Regions from separate parts of the Hordeum vulgare genome. Here region 1 is linked to region 2. The links are chromatin contacts, called in public Hi-C maps. All regions are on one chromosome and are shown on one strand. Each heading gives the region's core, a stretch centred on a gene start, on an enhancer-like site or on the middle of the called end of the contact. The rest is flanking DNA. Distances are from core to core; before and after follow the strand shown.

Evidence for each region. Hi-C and Micro-C count contacts between places; a contact is called where the count stands out from the background.
Region 1: a Hi-C map of leaf shows a contact between it and region 2, with 6 times the contacts expected there. The contact joins two enhancer-like sites. A contact is called at or near these places in 1 of 6 Hi-C or Micro-C datasets (leaf) and 1 of 1 datasets of contacts at active chromatin or transcription factors (embryo).

What each region holds. Positions count from the first base shown.
Region 1 is chr7H:557,327,304-557,333,523 of MorexV3_pseudomolecules_assembly, reverse strand. No RefSeq gene overlaps it. Among protein-coding and RNA genes, the nearest start is that of LOC123409780, 9.8 kb to the left of the region's middle. Within about 2 kb of position 4,058, at least 2 of the 3 cell types and tissues checked have open chromatin away from gene starts, as enhancers often do. A contact at or near this core is called in leaf, where this site is marked.
Region 2 is chr7H:557,005,610-557,011,396 of MorexV3_pseudomolecules_assembly, reverse strand. No RefSeq gene overlaps it. Among protein-coding and RNA genes, the nearest start is that of LOC123410590, 38 kb to the left of the region's middle. Within about 2 kb of position 1,701, at least 2 of the 3 cell types and tissues checked have open chromatin away from gene starts, as enhancers often do. A contact at or near this core is called in leaf, where this site is marked.

The sequences.
Region 1 (6,220 bases), core at 2,809-5,308, 320 kb before region 2:
ATAGGCTGAGAAACAATATATATAATTAGCATATGGACTATATGTAATCAAGTGGTCACTAACTCACATATATTGTGCAGATATCTTCAATACCCTTCGTGTATGACACATCAGACCCAGTAGAGTTTAAAAAGCTGAGAACTGATCCGATTAACACAAAGAATAAACTAAATCTAGATTGATTTCTAAAGTCAAAAGGATAAGAGAAAGAGAGCATACAAACGATGTATGTTGCTTCCGTCTACTGCAGCATGCCTCAGCTACACTTTGGTCTGTGGATTCGTGGAGCCGTGCGTCTGCGTCTGCGCCAGCGCCTGTGTGGTGAACAATGTACGTGGGCTGCTCTGGCAGAACTTGAGGGATCGATCGCTAGCCTGCAACAAATTATCTTCACCCTGATGCACCGCTACTTGTATTACCTCATGCAGATGCAGATTATAGCTCCTAGTTAGCACTAAACAAAATCATTTACTCTGATGCATGTGCATCAGGGAGTCACAAAGTACCTCTGGCCCGGACTGGCAGTGTGCGCTACCATCTAAAAAACATAGACTGATGGATCGATCTCACACACTATATGCTATTTAACAGTTTAACAACATAAAATCTGCGAGCGTCTAATTTTGGGACGGAGGAAGTACTAATTATGTATAAAGATACAACCATACAAAACTACAGCAATTTTATGATTTACAGGTCTGGCACAAGGGAAATATGTATGCTATTTAAAAGTTTAACAATATCACTCTGCAGTTTTCGCCTTTTGGGCCGAACATTAGTTATGAAGAACAAAGTTGACATGCAGCAGAAAATCAGGGGTAATAGACGCTGGTCATTTAGTGTAACATGCAGCAATGGTGGGAGATTGTCAGTTACATATCCAGAAGCTAACAACATCAATATTATTACTAATTAGTATTGCAAAAGGCCATCACCTGTTGTGCCCATAGGCTCTTCTCCTTGTCGACGGGCCCCTGTTCTTTCACCATTCGCTGCCTGGAGACCATCTTGGGGTAGAATGGATACCCCGCCGAGTTGGGCACCTCCCTCGTCTCCGCCGCCACAGGGTCGCTCCATGTCACCTGCCCCTTGCTGCCGCCCACCGCAGAGCTCGACTCCCCGCCTCCGAAGGCCTCGGCTTTCAGTGTCGTGGCGTAGTCGAGGGAAGGGGTGGAGGAGCTGTTGCTGCCTGCAGAGCTTGGAGGGGAAGGAATGACCTTGGGGGGCAGCATCCCCTTGCCCTTCCGGTTGAACCCAGTAGAGGAGGAGCTCGACCCATCGGAGTAGCCCATGTTGGATCAATTCTAGTAACAGTGAACAGGACAATTCAGAGCCACCAGGTAGAAATGATGCCCAGTGAACAGGACAATCCTCAACGAATATGCTCTGGATCTTGGGGTTTCTCTTACCGTCCATCTGGAAAAATCTTAGACGTTTATCCAGGCCTGCATCAAGCATCAGCAGTCCATTCCTGTGAAACTGCACGAAATTGATAGGGCCACTGGATGGCTCTTGCGCATTACCATCAAGCATCAACAAGCCTTGAGAAGTCCAATATGCCAGGCAGAAGCTTAGCAGTACCCTTGACAACAAGCACATCGAAGAATATTGTCGACTCCGCTATCCTCACCGGATTCATCATCGTACACCCCAGGGAGAGGAGCTTTACGGTCCATATCTTCCCAGCCAGTGAAGGGGTTCAACTTGGCATGGTGACCGTGCAACCTAGCTTCACACTCTCTGCCCGAGATCACACGCTCATCAGCCTCCTTTCTCAACTTCCTCAATCTTGCAACCTTTAAGATGTCCACCACAGTCTGCTCCTCCTCGTCATCTACCCACGCAGGCTTCCTCCCCTAATTGACCATCTCATTTTCATCGACTTCACTGCAGAAGCTCTCCTCATGATCACCTTTACCGGCAGACCGATTCATGAAGAACAAAGGACCATCCCTGCCATGATCCGACAGCACAACCCCAAATTTAGTGCCAAACTTCAGTGGCGCATAGATCGGCCCAAACAACAAAACTTGTACATAGAAATCAACAACAAAACTTGTACAAAGGCATATGCTTACACGAGTAGTTTCTCAGAAGAATGGCTCATCATGTACAAGCAGAATAACAATCTTGATAATTAGGAGCAAGTATATGATACAAGATATTAAGAACACTGCTAATTAAATAAAAAAGTTTAAGAAAGGCAAGAAACAAAGGTACCTGGATGGCCGAGCAGGGCGAGCGGGGAGCGGCACGGGGGCGGCGGCGGCCAAGCGGGGCGCGGCGCGGGGAGAGCAGGGTGCGACGCGGGGCAAGCGGGATCGGCGCTGAGAGGAGGGCAGCGGTGGCGCGGCACGGGGGGCGGCGGCGAAGCGGGGCGCGGCGCGGGGCGGGGAGAGCGGGGTGCGGCGCGGGGCGAGCGCAGCAGGGCGCGGCAGGGCGTGGGGAGCGGTGCGGGGCGAGCGGAAGCGGAGGGCGGCGATGGCAGGGCGGGAGAGGAGGGCGGCGGTGGCGCGGGGCCAACGGTGGCGGTACTCGGCGACGGGAGAGGAGGGTCGCGGCGGCGGGTCGGGAGAGGAGGGCGGCTCGGGGGCGGGGAGCGGGGGGAGGGGTCGCGGCAGCTGGGCGAGCGGGAGCGGCGCGCGGGGGCGAGTAGGAGCGGCGGGCGATCGGGGTGAGCGGGGGGAGGGGTCGCGGCAGCTGGGCGAGCGGGAGCGGCGCGCGGGGGCGAGTAGGAGCGGCGGGCGATCGGGGTGAGCGGGGGGAGGGCTTGCGGGAGCAGTTCCAGATCGGGATGAGGGGGAGGCGGACGGGGAGGGGGAGGAGGAGGCGGACGGGGAGGGGGAGGAGGAGGCGGACGGGGAGGGGGAGTTGGACGCGGAGGCGATGGCGAGGGGGAGGAGGACGCGGGAGCAGTTCCAGTTTGGTTGGTGGAGTATGTTCAGCCAATTGTAATTGCTAAGTCCACCCAGCAGACGGTGAATTAATGACGGCTGTTAGATTAAGATCTGTGGGATTAATCGTGAGGTGCTGATTGGTTGTTGTTTTTTGTGGGGCGTTTGATGGGGTGTCTTGCAGTGTAATTCTTGTTCGATTGTTTTATAGTAGTATAGAAGTATAGATAGTGATATCCCCAACCCACGAGGGTTCAACTCCTAGGCATGCATTATTTTTGGATTTATTTCAGAATTTCTGACGATATGCTTTCAGTGGGAGGAGACGATCCCGTCGACGACGAGGCGTCTACGATGGCTTCGTAAATCTCAAGATGATATGCCAGTTCAGTCTATCGAAGGTGTTCATAGGGATAGAATTTGCGTGTGTTCGTTCATAGGGATAAGTGTATGCTTGTTCATAGAAATAAGTGTATGCGCGTGTATATGAACGCTCGTGTCTATATTATGTTAGAAAACTCTGTAACGGATTAATGACTCATTTTGCTTGTAGTGGTGCTGGTGTATTTTACGCAGACGCCGAGCTAACGAAATTCCCATGCTTGAGTGAACACGTGTGATGGCGTCCCAACTTCCAACTAACCTGACTCTACTTACTGAATGAACTGCTCCTCATTGCTCACACCGACCTTTCCCGTCATATTTATGGTGAGCCTCTTTTCCTGCTCTACTTTCTGAATTCATGCGTTGGGCATCGTTGTTTGGAAGGAAGAAAGCTCGTGCTTAGGCTTTATCAGCCGTGGCGGTCCTTGTCGCTTCAGGTTGAACCAAGGACGGGAATTGATTTGGTTGCGGGTGTAAAGGTGTAAGTAGGACTGGTTGTCAGAAATGGACATGTTGACAGTGTCATTGATGTCAGGCGCAGGGTTGGCAGTGGAGAGCTTCTCCCAGCGGTCGGCAAGCTGTGCTCGTGCTCGCATCGCATCGGATCATCTTCTACTCTTCCTCTGCAACCTCTTCCCATGTCGGCTACAGGTGCAGATCATGTGGCCACACCAGCGCGTAGGATGGTAAGCACAAATCGCCAACCAGGGCTAGCTCAACGGATTCTGACGCTCCAATGTGCGCCAGCACCCAACTAACCAGATCGACTGTTGATTGCTGACGCCGACCCTTTGGCGGCTTTGGTTTCCTCTTACGGAAGAGTCCGTGGCCGCGCTTCGTTCCTACGTACCTCTGAACCCGCACGGGCGCTGGACGTCGTTGTTTTCGTTTCCAAGGAAGAAGTGCGTGTACTGTATCGGCCGTGGTCCTCGTCGCTGGCGATTAAGGAAGGGGATTGATCGGTCTTGTTGTAAAGGCCAAGTTTATCACTTAACAGTAGGGCATGCTGATGCAGGCTCTGTCGTCGATGACTGGAGGAATTGCAAAATGCTACTACCTTCACTTCAAAATAATTGAAGTTCTATGATTTGTTTCTTCAAGTAAATAAAACTTGATGAGTCCTACAACTTCAACTATTTTTAAACGGAGGGAGTGGTATAGGAAACACAGACAGAAGGACATGCGTTTTGGGTACAAAATTTAAATGTAGGAGCTGAAAAGAAGAACGGGGGAGAAGCGATAAGGCCACCGATGGTGCTGGCAAAGAGTTGGAGCATAGTCACACGCACGCCCAACCAACCGCACCGATGATCAGAGCAGAAGATGGAAAGGGAACATGCACTTGCAACACCCATTTCTGGAGGAGGTTAGCCGGTGACGGCGTCGACCCACCAGCGCCCGTTTATGGAAGCTGAGGAGAGCAGGCCTTTCTCCTGTTTTAATCGAGTGCCTTTCAGCCTTTCTGGGCCACACACGACACTAAACTAAGCAAAAGCTTACGTTATCCATCCACGGGTGCCCTCACCTGAACTTTTGGTTGCCTTCAAGCTCATGTCGAGGTTTGCTATTTGAAGTTAAATACTATTCATTCTGTACCTAAATAATTATTATTGAAAAAAACTAGTCTAGTTCTGCTCAACAACAATTATTTACGTATAAAGGAAGTATACATCTGTAGTACATTCTAGTGGATTTCTCGTCCTGCTTGCGACCAGTAGAATTTTCCATTCACACGATTACAATACTAAAACTATTGTTGTGACCAGGAGAGAGAGAGAGGGAGAGAGGGAGGGAGGGAGGGAGAGAGAGAGAGGGAGAGAGGGAGGGAGGGAGAGGGAGAGAGAGAGGGAGAGGGGGAGGGAGAGAGGGGGAGAGCGATGGAGGGATAGAGAGATAGAGAGAGAGAGGGAGAGGGAGTGAGGGAGGAAGTGAGGGAGAGAGAGAGATCAAACACATAGTTATTGGTACATATTCTCAACCCCGAGGATGAATTACTCCCTCCTCACCATGGAGACCACCAGAACGATGAAAATGGCCTCCAATGATGATTTTCTCCTCCGGAAGGGTGCCAAAAAATGGCTATGGATGAGATCGATTCGGAACAGAGGCTTGCGGTGGCGGAGCAAAAGTTCTAGGTCTATTTCTAGGGGTTTTCCGATTTATAAGAATTTTCAGCGTTGGTTTCATGCCAATCGGAGTTTCATGGGACCCACGAGCTCGCGTGGCACTCCCTACCTACAAGGGCGCACGGGGGTGAGCTCTTGACTCCCACGTCGGTCTTCTAGTCCTTCCTCATAGCTTCGGGGTCTCTTATGTTTCAAAAAGAATCACCGTAAATTTTCATGGTATTTGGACTTTGTTTGGTATGGGTTTTCTACGAAACAAAAAATAGCCAAATACAAGAGCTCGCAGTGGACACTAAGTTAATAGGTTAGTCCATAAAAATTATATAAAAGTGCACCAAAACCATGTAGTACTTAGAAAAACATGGCATGAATACTTCATAAATTATTGATACGTTGCAGACGTATCACGTGTCATGGTGTCAGCGAATACTACTGGGTCTCATGTTGTTGCTCCACCACCCGCTTCACCTCCAACAGTGGAGGAGGTGGTTAATTCAGATGGTACAAGAGTGTCGGTGACATTCTCAAGGAAATACCCACAATGTATTTTTTCTTCTTATTTTCATTTTATTTTGGCAATTGCTTGGAAAAGTGATGCATGATTTCAAATGGATTTCTAGGTTCATCCTTTACTTTCTAGCGAGCAATTGAATGATGATGTCGCTGCTTTCATGCGTGGATCGAGTTCAAGCCACACACTTTGGCTCGAGGAGGTTGTGATATCAATGCAATATACCCAACAAGAGAACCCGATGTGATGTACGAGGTCAATATGATCGAGGAGGTCGGGAACTGTCAAGTAATCAAGAATAAAAG
Region 2 (5,787 bases), core at 452-2,951:
AAGGTGTTCGACGAAACTTCACATTTTTTACATGAATTTGGTGCATGTTGTTTGTAGTTTTTATAGCCTAGTTTAAATTGAACATTGTAGATGAGTTCGTCATATGATTCTTCCGAAGAAGAATTTGATATGGAAGAGGAGGAGGCTCTTGCAATGATCCTAGCTATGCACATCAGTAAAAACCGAAGCACGGTGGTTCGGTTATGGGTCGGTAGAAAATTTGGAGGGATAGGATCGATGACCACAACAGATTGATCAAGCACTATTTTGCGGATAATCCCCTGTACCCCGAGTCGTACTTCCGGCGCCGGTTTAGGATGAGCACCGAGTTGTTCACACGCATTGCAGAGAAACTAGCGAGTCATGACCAATTTTTTCAGCAAAGGAGGAATGCCGTCGGAGAGCTCGGGCGTAGCACCTTTCAGAAGGTGACAGCCGCTTTGCGAATGTTGGCATACGGTATCCCCGCTGGTTTAGTTGATGATCACTTGGCCATGGCTGAGAGTCAAGCCATCATGCGTGTCAAGCGCTTTGCAGTTGAAATTGTGCAAGTGTTTGGCAAGAGTATTTGAGATCTCCCAATGTTGAAGACGCCGCAAGGCTATTGGAGATGAACAAAGCTCGCGGCTTCCCAACTATGATTGGCTCAATATATTGCATGCATTGGAGTCGGAAGAATTGTCGTAAGGCATGGCATGGGCAATTTCACAACAAAAAAAGGGTTCCACTATAATCCTTGAAGCGATGGCCGATCAAGAGACTTGTATTTGGCATGCCTTTTTGGAATGCCTGGATCTTTGAATGACATCAACGTTGTCAACCGGTCACCACTGATGAATAAGATTGCAAATGGTGAACCGTCACCGGTGCAGTTTGTAGCAAATGGTCGTACATATAACTATGTCTACTATCTTGCGGATGACATCTACCCAATGTGGCAAACATTTGTGAAGCCGTTGAAAAAACCAAAAGGTAAGAAAAATCTTGATTTCCACAATGCTCAGGCCGCGGCTAGAAAAGATGTGGAGAGAGCTTTAGAGATTTTGCAAGCCAATTTGCTATTGCGAGAGGACCGACTAGATTTTTGGATCAAAAGATGCTTTGGTACATCATGCACGCTTGTGTGATCATGCACAACATGATCATCGAGAATGAGCATGGCCAAAATTTAGACTACTTTCACTATGAGCTCTTGGGACATCCCGTGCGAGTGCGGCGGAGGGCTGAAAGGGTGATCCGTTTTGTTGCCTTCTATCATGCCATTTGATGTGTCGAAACATATGATGATCTTCAGAAAGATCTCATTGAGGAGTGATGGGTATGAAATAGCCGACAAAGAGCATCATGATTTGTGCGTTTGATGTTGTATTATTGAACTATTTGTTGTATTGTTGAACTGTTTGTTCTATTAAAAGATAAACTATCTGTTTGAGTTGTAATAACGAAATTGAACTATTTTTTTATTTATTTTGTTTGTGTTTGATCATTCTGCTTGTGTTTGAAACGTATATGTTGTTTGTGCGAGAGCGCGCGCTGCATTTTAGCGCGTCTGTTGAAGTTACGCTGAAACTAACGCTTTTCGCCGCGGCAAAACAAACAATCAACACGCTGTAAACACATTTTTAACGCGCCGCGCGTCAGACCGGTCTCAGGCGACGCGGGCAAAGATCGTGAGGCCCAGAACAGTGCTCGCGTCGCTGGCGATGGAAAGACAGGCCGGGGAAGCCTCACTCCTCCTTGGGCAACGCACCGTGCTGACCAGCGACGGTGGAAGTGATCCACGAGCTCATTAACTCGACCAGAAAACATCTGAGGCCGGGGGCCTCCATCATTGTGCGGCATGAAGGGATTTCATTTCCTTTTTTACTCCCTTCATTTTTAAATATAATTTTTTATACAAATTGCATTAAAGACTACATACGGATGATTGTAGGCATATTTTAAATATAAATTTACTTATTTTATTTTATATGCAGATTATAATAAAAATATATTAAAAGAAGAGGAAGTAGCTTATTTTTAGGGGTTCATGCAGCTCTAACCGGTGCCTTCTTCGCCAGCATGTCGACCTGCCTCTAAGGAGGTGTTCGGTTGGATGATTTTAGTCCGTCACCCGATTACAGCGTAATCCCAAAACACTGCGTGCGTTTGGTAACGCTGCATCGTAATCGACTACCATCGTAAACGAGTCCCATCATGTTTATCCTTGATACCGCTCGTCCCCCACCGACATCATATTGCCTTACCAGTCGGATCCCCTTCACTTGCTCCCCACGACCCCTCCGCCTCCTCGTCCATAGCCGGCCGTCAGTCCGCCCCGCCGTTCCTCTGCCTCCTTACAATCACTACGCCTGCTAACGATCCCCTCCGTCTCGTCCGTGCCACCGGCCAGCGCCACCATCTCTCGCCATGCGGGCCGCCACGGCTCGTTCCACGACCTGGATCTCGATGAGTAGCCTCGTCGACGCTGACAAGGATGGACGCAAGGACGACAAGAGGACCATCCCTTAGCCTGGACGACTCCACGATCCTCTCCAAATCGTTGCAGTGTTGGTGAAGAACATGTTCTGTACATAGATTTCAAGTTATAGTGCCAAGCCAAACGCTGTCAAGTAAACTGAAAACGATCCGGGTAGGGGCCAAACAAAACAGTGATTGTGCTGTTACATCTCTGATTCCGGCGGCACCTCTTTCCCTTTGCGTTTGCGTTACCTCTTGATCAACCAAACACCTCCTAAGTGTGATCTTGGCTAGGCCCATCCGAGTGGACGACACTTGGGACACCTCCTAACCGGCGCTCTCAGCGACGGTTTAGAGTTCTGGCGCTCGAAGGGTGGCTCTGGCCTGCCAGCCCAACTCAACTTGATCGATTCAAACGGGACGCAAAAATCGCTTGCTCGCTCCACCTGGTTGGCTGGACGAATGTTAACCAGTCAACCATTGATTCCTTAAAAAACAAAAAACCTGAAAAAAGTTCATGAATTTTAAAATGTTCTTGAGGATTTTGGAAAAAATCACGAACTTGAAAAAATGGTTCATTGATTTTTTTTAAAGTTCATCAAATTTAAAAAAATTCACCAGTTTTTTAAAAACAATCATCAATTTTCAATAAAATTCATTTAATTTGAAAACAAATCCATAAAATCAAAAACGTTTATCCATCCTGAAGAAACTTCATCAATTTTGAGAAAAATTTCATTGATTTTGAAGAAGCTTTACTGAAATTGAAAAACTTCATCGAATTTGAAAAAGGTATATTGAATTTTAAAACGCTCATCAATTTTGAAAAAAGTTTACGAATTTGAAAATAAATTAATGTATTTGAAAACAGTATAGCCGAAAAAGAAAATAAAGAAACACGAACGAAACCTTTGCAGCAAAAAAGAAAAAAAAATAAAAAGGAAAAGGAAAAGGAGGAAAAAGCTATAAGTAAACACGTAAGTGCAGGTGGCTGGTTTGTTATGGCAGCGAACATTGAACATAACCGCACACGTGCAGTATTTTGTGTCTTTAAAACAGAAAAAAGGAATGTGATCCGGCCCGCGCGGACAAGGGTGTGTGTACTGTTAACCCTATAACGCTCAACCCTGTATAGGATTTCTTGTCACTTGGTTACATGGGTTGACCTGCAGAGAGGAGTTAGTCGTTTTGGTGAACAGGCTCCATGAAGCCCTCAAGAAATCAAATATACAAAGATGAAATGTATACATGTGTAGAAAATCAGGACGAAACACACTGAAATGTGACCTGTACAAAAAACAGAATTCATGAACTTTGAGAAGGAATAGTATGATGTGCTAAAAAGCCCCATATTTCTTTTTTGCACAACCATCATTTCAACATATTTCGTTCTTTACACACATATGCATTATGCCTTCATAAATATAACTATTTTTTAAAATTATCAAAATAGTGGAAATATAAATTTTGATGAATTAAAAAAATGCAAATGGACGCCTTCATGGAGGTCGGCCTTCAAAATCATTTTTCATGTCAGGACCTCCTATCTCCCACAAGGAGCGGCAGATTAATGCAGGAGCTATATCTCACTTACTGCAAGATGTCAGCTCCACTCAAGTAAACTTTTCATAGATTGCTATAGTAACAGACCGACCCTTTATCTATTAGTCTGCTCGCATGCATCGCTTTCTCGTTCACTTTATTTCTACGTCTTTCTTTTGTTTAATTTAGTTTTATCTCATTTCCTTAATTATATTTGCTTCTTTCTTATTTTTTCGTTTTTGTTTTTGTTTTTTTCATCCAATTTCTTCCTTTCTTTACTGTTTCACTGGATTTTTTTTGTCTTCAATGGTTTTTATTGTCTTTCTTAGTTTTTTTCTCAGGTTTTCATTGTTTCTTTCTTGATTTTCTTCCATTTTTTCTTTGTTTATTTCTCAATGTCACAGTTTTCCATTCTTTTGCACAGGTTTTCATTTCTTTATTTTTCTTTGTTTCTTTTAATTCTTTACTTTTCTATATTTCTTTTTTTCAGTTTTTTCCTCCTTTCTCGGTTATCATTGTCTTTTCTTGCTTATTTTCCCTGTTTTTTTGGGCTTACTCGGTTTTTAATACACATTCGACATTTTTTTATACATCAGACACATTTGTTATATACACATTTAACATTTTGGGTATGGAATTTTTGTTTAAATTTATATTTGTTTGTGTCTTCCTTTTTCCATACACATTATACATTTTTTATGCCATACATTTTCTAATACTTAATATTTTTCCAATACAATGTTGATGTTTTTAGTACACAGTCAATATTTTTCCTTTGCACATTTTTCGGATGCAAGAATAATTTTTGAATACATTGTCAATATTTCTTCCAAATATTTTTCACATTTTTAAAATACTTCATTAATATTTTCTCAAATACAAGATAATTATTTTTAATAGATGGTCAACATTCTTTCTATACACATTTGACATTTTTCAAATACTTTATTGACATTCTTCAAATATTTTTTTGAATGATTCATTAATTATTTTTCAATACATGGTTAATTATTTTCACACACATTGTATTTGATTTATACATTGTTCATATACATGAGAAACATGTTCTTTATACACATTATATATATACATTCAAAAAAATATATGTTCTTCATACATTGTTCATATACATGTATGTTTCGGAAAGTATAAAAACACGAACCACCCGACCAACCCACAAATTAGTCGTGTCGAGTGAGATATAGCCGTGCCCGTAGATTAGTGGGCCAACCCACATGCAACCAGGTGGTCGGCCTACCCATTGGCACACAAGAAGCGGACGGAAGCAGTTAGCGGCAAGTGTACCGAGGGAGTTTCGAGAGCAACTAGTTGGGGAGCACTCCTTCGGGAGCCTTCCAACGATCATTTCCACGCGCCGCCACTTGCTGCGTTTTCAGCCATCACCACGTGTCACACATTGAGCGTTTTCGGCTTTTTAGATTGTTTTTTCCAGGTTTTTTGGTATTTCGGTTTTCACTGGACTTTCTTAGCTATTGAACGAAAAAAATTAAAAATAAAATTTGTGTGAAACAACACACTTTCTATTTTTTCTGCAAGAGGCAATGTTTTGTTTCCGCGAGAGGCACAACCGTGCCTCTTGAAAACGGGAAAAACGCGTTTTTTGTTTTTTCGAAAGGCATAGTTTTCCTTCCGTGAGAGGCACGACCATGCCACTCGAAAACGAAAAGAAGAACTGGTTTTCTGTTCTATTTATGGGAGACATGTTTTTTGCTTCCGTAAGAGGCATGGTTTTGCTTTCCTGAGAGGCACGATCGTGCCACTTGG